Regions from separate parts of the Lactuca sativa genome. Here region 1 is linked to region 2. A link is a contact called in public Hi-C data. All regions are on one chromosome and are shown on one strand. Each heading gives the region's core, a stretch centred on a gene start, on an enhancer-like site or on the middle of the called end of the contact. The rest is flanking DNA. Distances are from core to core; before and after follow the strand shown. Region 1 holds the start of LOC111888184. Region 2 holds the start of LOC122194371 (ABC transporter C family member 3).

Region 1 (3,333 bases), core at 780-3,279, 190 kb after region 2:
TATATATATATATATATATATATATATATATATATATATATATATATATATTCATATAACTATTTATGAAAAAAAAAGTAAAACTATTAATTCTAATACATATATGAGTTATTATTTTAATTTGTGTAAGACCAAAGGGCCATTAATTAGCATTGGGGTAAGGAGTGATTCTCTCAAATTAAAGATCATGGGTTCAACTCTCACTAAGAGACATAGATGGTGTTTAAGATTAGATTAGAAGTAAGATAATTTGTCGTTTAAAAAAATATATAATGTAAACAATCAAAATGTTAAAAACAACTTCAAATATTATATTCAAATAAAATGTCATAAATATTAAAAGATTTTTAAATCGCCAAAAGAAAGATAAATAAATAAATCTAAAAATAAATAATAATGGGATTTTATATAGCTTAGATAACTGATTTTAAAAAAATAAAATAATTTTATAAACAATCTATATTATATCTATTAAAATAAAGATCAAATAAAATCTATTATATATATATATATATATATATATATATATATATATATATATATATATATATATATATAATGTTAAAAGAAAAAAGAAAAAAGAAAGAAGGGGTAATTTGGTCTTTTTATATGGAACATGGACCTCCAGTGCAATATTCACAAACCATAGGGATAACCTATCAAATTTTAAACTTAGGGACCAAAACTATGAATTTGACAAAATCACAAGGACCATTTCTGTAATTTTCTCTTTTGACCAGGAAACCACTAGAAAATCTGAAAAACCGAAGTAGGTGGTGAAGAAGGAGAAAGTCGACAAAGGTGCAGCGTCAGTGAGAGGGTGGTGTTGTTGTAGCTAGTGGTGAAGATATGAGAGGTATAAATCAATTGTCATAGACTGAGTGTAATACTGATGTGAGTGGACGGGTGAGTGAAAAGGGATAACAAGGGTTCACCATTGAGAAATCTGATGTATACTCCTTCAAAGTGTTATTATTGGAGCTTTGGACGGGGAAGTGCCCAACGATCATTGATCATGGTGTGACGAGATATGAAGTTTGAAGTTGATGAACCTAAAGTGCCTAATGGTCTATTTCGAAGCCTGATGTTGGAAGGTTGTGTTTGCACTAGGGATGAGCAAAAGGACCGAACCGGACCAGGGAACCGGCTTTGGCCAAAATCAAGAACCGAACCGGCCTGGTGATTCTACCGGTTCCCGGTTCCTATCGGTTCTTGTCGTGTCTTCAAATGTTGGAACCGGTCCTTGAAAAATAGCATCATACGGTTCCGGTTTTTGCCGGTTTTACCGGTTCCGGTTCCAAAAATCCACAAAAATAACGTCCTGGTCCCGGCCCAACCGGTTCCGGTACCGGTTCCGGCCGGTTCCCCGGTCCATATGCTCATCCCTAATTTGCACTGGACGATTACAAAACCTGAAGTTGATAAACCTTGAGATGGCCAGAAGCTAGTGTCTTAACTTTGAAGGAGTCTTCATAAGGAAATGATTGAGCTCACTAAACCCTAACGAACTCTAAGAAGATGCCAGCCTTTGATACCTCTTATCGTTTGATTGATTCCATTTTTTTTATTTATTTAACTTTTTTTTTTTTGTGTCTAATCGATCTATTTTAGTATAGGTTTGTAAAATCGATCAAGGTTTTTACATATCTTTGATGTATATTTTCAGTGTTTACTTGCTAAATTAATTTATTGAATTTTTGCTTTTGATCTAAAATCAATCTGCAATTTTGCTTTCCTATTAACGGTGCACAGTGGAGTTCGGGTGAAGAATTATAGTGGTTGAATGTTTTTAAAAGTGTAAGAACCAGTTGGCATGATTTTCACATAAATTTATAAATTCTTAAATTAAATAATAACAAAAAGCTAATTACCTAATTACCCCTTCAATTCAGAAGTAGTGGCATTTTTTATATACGTCCTATCGTCCATCCATATTTTTTTCTTCAAAATGGACTGATCCAATTAATGGAATTGAAGTGGGCCGAGTCCAAGAAATCGGTCTTAATTGGGTCAATACCAGACGTCACGTCAGTCTCGAAGATGAGTGGTTATCGTTGCTCCGGCAATGGACGGCGGATTAGCGGTTGTCGACGTGTTCATTTCTGTGACTCGTTTGATGCTCAAACTCGGTGGCTACGATCAGCCTTAACTCTGATCCATCGTCCAACGTTCGGGTTTACTTAAATTCTGTTTGCGAATCCGGCTGTGAACAGCCATGGATGCGATATCGAGCTTACCAAATCTTCCTCCTGTTATCGGTTCCAAGAGCTTTTCACGAAGCAACAGAAGGTCCAACAACTTATATCACAGAAGTCGCCACCAGTTCAGCAATAGAAGGAATCGTGTCTCTGCAGTTGTTGAAGTCTCCACCATTACTTCAGATCCATTTACGCCACAGATCACTTGGCAAATTGTCGTTGGCACCATCGGTATGTATCTCTTTGTTTGCTCATCCGTTAACCACCAAATTTGTAAAAAAATGCGTCAGTTATTTGGAATTACTTGATTCCATATTAGGTGTATGTAATACTTAGGGATATCCCTTGTTTAATTTTGAAATTGCAGCTGGAGTTACACCGTTTGTAGTTGCAGGGATCGAATTTAGCAAACGAATTGTGAGACAATCATTTTCCTTGTTCTTCTATTTGGATTGAAAGCATAAGGTATAAACTTATAATTTTGGACATGGCAGGTGGCTCAGAAGAAATGTTTCGAATGTGGAGGTTCAGGGCTAGTTTTGATCGAAAAGGAGTATATTCGCTGCCCTAATTGTGGTAACCAATAAACAAGATTAATTGCTGTTTCTTGACAAATATATGAAGTGATTAGTGAGCTTTTGCAGATAATTAATAGAGTAAATTACACTAATGGTCCCTATGGTTTAGGGTAATTTGCGCATTTGGTCCCTAATTTATATTTTTAATTCGGAAGGTCTTTATTGTTTGTTTTTGTTACGCGCTTGGTCCCTGTTATACATAAAAAGACTATTTTGCCCTTGATTTTTTAATCTATTTAAATAAACACACCCCCAACCCCATCCCTCTCACCTTACCTTACCTATCCCATCATTTTTTCCTATTTAAATAATAGTTGTTTTGGGTAAGGCAATGACCAAACGTGTAACAAAGACCAAGCACGTAACAAAAACAAATAGTAGGGACCTTCCGAGTTAAAAAAATAAGTTAGGGACCAAACGCACAAATTACCCCAACCCATAAGGACCATTCGTGTAATTTACTCTAATTAATAAGAAGTTCATTGTAGAATGTGATTGTTTGTGGGTTTTGCAGGAGGATTTCTGCCATGGCAATCCTGGAAAAGATTCTTTTCTGG
Region 2 (3,384 bases), core at 344-2,843:
TATATTGCAGTACATGTCCTTTTGTGTAGGATGTTGTTATGATGTAGTGTTTTGTTAGTCTAGTAGGCCTGATATGATTACCTGTGTTTGCTTGTTATCGTTTTAGTGCATGTATCAACATAATGTGGTTGGGTTGAAGAGGTACGTCTTCATGTTGTGGGCCAACAAACTCAGGGCAATCCAGTCTTACGACTGTAGGCCAGGAGCAATCTAGTCTTACGAATATGGGTCGGGGCAATCCAGTCTTATGCATGTAGTCCTAGGGGCAATTCACTTTTATGTTCTAGGCCCAATGTGCATGCATTGTATATGTATTATTGATTGGGGCAAGACGAAGGTGCGATTGTACAAATCCTCATGTTGATTTATGCCTTAAGAGATTATTTTGATACTTTGATTTTGTGGGTTTATTTTGAAAACAATGTTTCTCAATCTTATGGATTTATGAAAATGTCTTTTGAAAACCAAAACTTTTGTCATGATTTTTGGGTTGTTAGAATCGGAATCTGGTTTACACCATTTTCGTCTTCTCTTAAACAAATCTCCAGGAACCATGGATTCTGTGTTGAGTTATTTCACATATCTTTTTCATCCATAACCTTTTTGCTTGTTTAAGAAGCCAATTAGGTGTCGATTGCCTCACAAAAGAAGCACAAGAAGAGGTAGAGAGACGATGGTTGGGTGTGGGTCAAAATCCATTTGTTCCAGATTTGTGGGTCAGCATTAATTTTGTTCTAGATTCTCGAACACGTGCACATTGAAGAAATCGATTTAGGGTTCCATATTGATCGGAAAGAATCGACTTTGTTTCGTATTCTTGAATAGGAAATCACCTGCAGAACCTAATAAAAAAGCTTACCTGATGACACAGATCAAGAGATACGGAGAATCAGAGCCGATGACACCTTTGAATGAAATTCTTAAACTAATCTAAGATGATATAAAGGAGACGGTGAGTTAGGGGAGAAAGATTCCAGCTGATGGTAGTGATGGGTCTATTTCTTCATATGACTCTACGTCCGGAAAGAACCGAATACAAAAGCTTAGCTGATGATTTCATATATGTGTATGTGTGTGTGTGAGAGAGAGAGAGAGAGGATGTGTGGGTGACTGGGCCCTCTTTTATTTTTTTTATTAAAATAAAAAATAGATATTAAAAAATATAAAAATAAAAATAAAATGGTATAGTCATTTTAGTTTTTAAAAAGACTAAAACCACAAACAAACTTGCTGAAAAAGACCACCAATAAAAAAAAAATCATTGTTTTGATTAAAAAGTGAAAAAAAAAATGGCATACCATGGAAACATTTTTGCATTTTTGTCTGTTTAATAAGATATGTATTATTTTCATTTTTAATAAAAAGTTATGTATGTATTAATTAGTATTTTGTAACTAAAAGTGGAAATAATAATTCTTTTTTAATTATCAATGATATTTACTCATTAAATAATTATAATTTTTTTTTTCGAGATGATTACTTTTGACTAGGGTATCTTTCTAATAAAAGAAGACCATATAAAATGTTTATGTACCAAATGAATTGGACCCACACGTGCGCATCATTAGCACCAATACGACAATAGAAGACTTCACCAAACTCTCTTTCCTCCACCAAGGTCGATCATATTATAAACTTAAACAAGGAAGACCATGAATCATTACTAATGGGTATTGCTGTTAAGTTTTCTCCGCTTTCGAGTATTTTGACAGATGATGCTACCAACATTCCCCTGACCCCGAGGCTCTTGCATGGGTATTCTCGTTCACTATACCTTGGTTTCTTCATTCTATTATTCATCACTTGGTTTGGCAGAAAATTCAGGAATAATAGCAATGGAGGTCCCAAACAAATTCTTAGGTCCAACAATAGGTCCTTGTTTTACAAGCAGACCCTGTTTTGTTGTGTAGTTCTTGTGCTTCTTAACCTCTTTGTGCTTTTATTCAACCTTTTTTATTGGTATAAAAATGGTAGGACCAATGAAAGCATTATCACCTCCCAGGATACTCTTCTGGGAGCATTTGTTTGGTCATTTGTTTCTTTGTACTTGCACACTCATGTTTCTAACTCCACCGAATCCTTGTATCCCATTGTATTGAAGGTTTGGTGGCTTTCTTTTTCCCTAATCTCTTGTTTTTGCCTTGTCTTGGACTATCTTAACTACCAACAAAATCAATACTTGATCTTTGAGGCTTTGTCAACTTTTGTCAGTCTATGTCTCTGTTATGTGGGGTTCTCTGATAACATCGTAAATGGAACTATAAACCATTTGTATCAAGAATCGGAATCCCTCTTGAATGAAACTATAACTCCTTCAACAAACATAAGTATCTTTAGTCTATTAACTTTCTCTTGGATTCATCCTCTGATTGCTACTGGATATAAGAAGCCATTAGACCTTGAAGACGTTCCAGAACTTGACAGTGTCAATAGTGCAAGAGGAGCCTTTTCGGTTTTAAGAAGTAAACTAGAATCGGGTAAAAGAGAAAATAGTCAAATCACTACTTTTGTTCTCGCCAAGGCTGTGATCTTGACAATATGGAGAGACATATTAATCACCGCACTTCTTTCTCTTGTGTATACTTTGGCTTCATATGTTGGGCCTTTCCTCATAGATGCATATGTAGAATATGTAAATGGAAAGCGAGACATAAAGAAGGGTTTTCTTCTAGTTTCTGCATTCATTGTTGCTAAGATAGTGGAGTGTTTAGCACAACGACATCAAGATTTTAAGCTACAACAGGCAGGAATCAAGGCAAGATCGGCTTTGGTTGCAACAATCTACCTTAAAGGTTTGACCCTTTCATCTCAGTCAAAGCAGGGGGAGTCTAGTGGCGAAATCATTAATTTAATGGCTGTTGATGCTGAAAGAATCGGTGAATTTAGCCGCTACATGCACAACCCATGGCTAGTGATTCTTGAGGTTGGTTTGGCACTAGCAATTTTGTATAAAAATCTCGGACTTTCTTCACTTGCTGCTTTTGTTGCTACCATAATTGTGGTTTCGACCAATATACCACTAGGGCGTTTCCAGAAGAAGTTTCAAGAGAAGCTAATGATGTATAAAGATAAAAGGATGAAAACAACTTTTGAAATTTTAAAAAACATGAGAATTCTCAAGCTCCATGGATGGGAGATGAAGTTCTTGTCTAGAATACATGATATCAGGAGGGAAGAGGCACAATGGTTGTACAAAAATGTTTTTACAATGGCAATGACTACTTTCTCATTCTGGGTTGCACCCACATTTGTCGCTATTTCCACTTTTGGGACTTGTATTCTTGCTGGTATTCCACTTGATTCAGGGAAGGTATTGTCTGCGCTTGCAACGTTTAAAATTCTTCAAGAATCAGCATTAGATCTTCCGCAAACAGTATCTATGAT

Evidence for each region. A called contact is a pair of places that touch in the nucleus more often than the background predicts.
Region 1: a Hi-C map of leaf shows a contact between it and region 2, with 10 times the contacts expected there. The contact joins the promoter of LOC111888184 here to the promoter of LOC122194371 in region 2. A contact is called at or near these places in 3 of 4 Hi-C or Micro-C datasets (leaf and seed).

Annotation. Positions count from the first base shown.
Region 1 is chr9:163,367,374-163,370,706 of Lsat_Salinas_v11, forward strand. It overlaps LOC111888184, which reads left to right and starts at 2,030. Exons shown (of 4, transcript XM_023884317.3): 1 at 2,030-2,429; 2 at 2,566-2,615; 3 at 2,693-2,774; 4 at 3,291-3,333. The coding sequence starts at 2,216.
Region 2 is chr9:163,177,691-163,181,074 of Lsat_Salinas_v11, forward strand. LOC122194371 (ABC transporter C family member 3) reads left to right here and starts at 1,594. Exons shown (of 10, transcript XM_052767485.1): 1 at 1,594-3,384. The coding sequence starts at 1,667.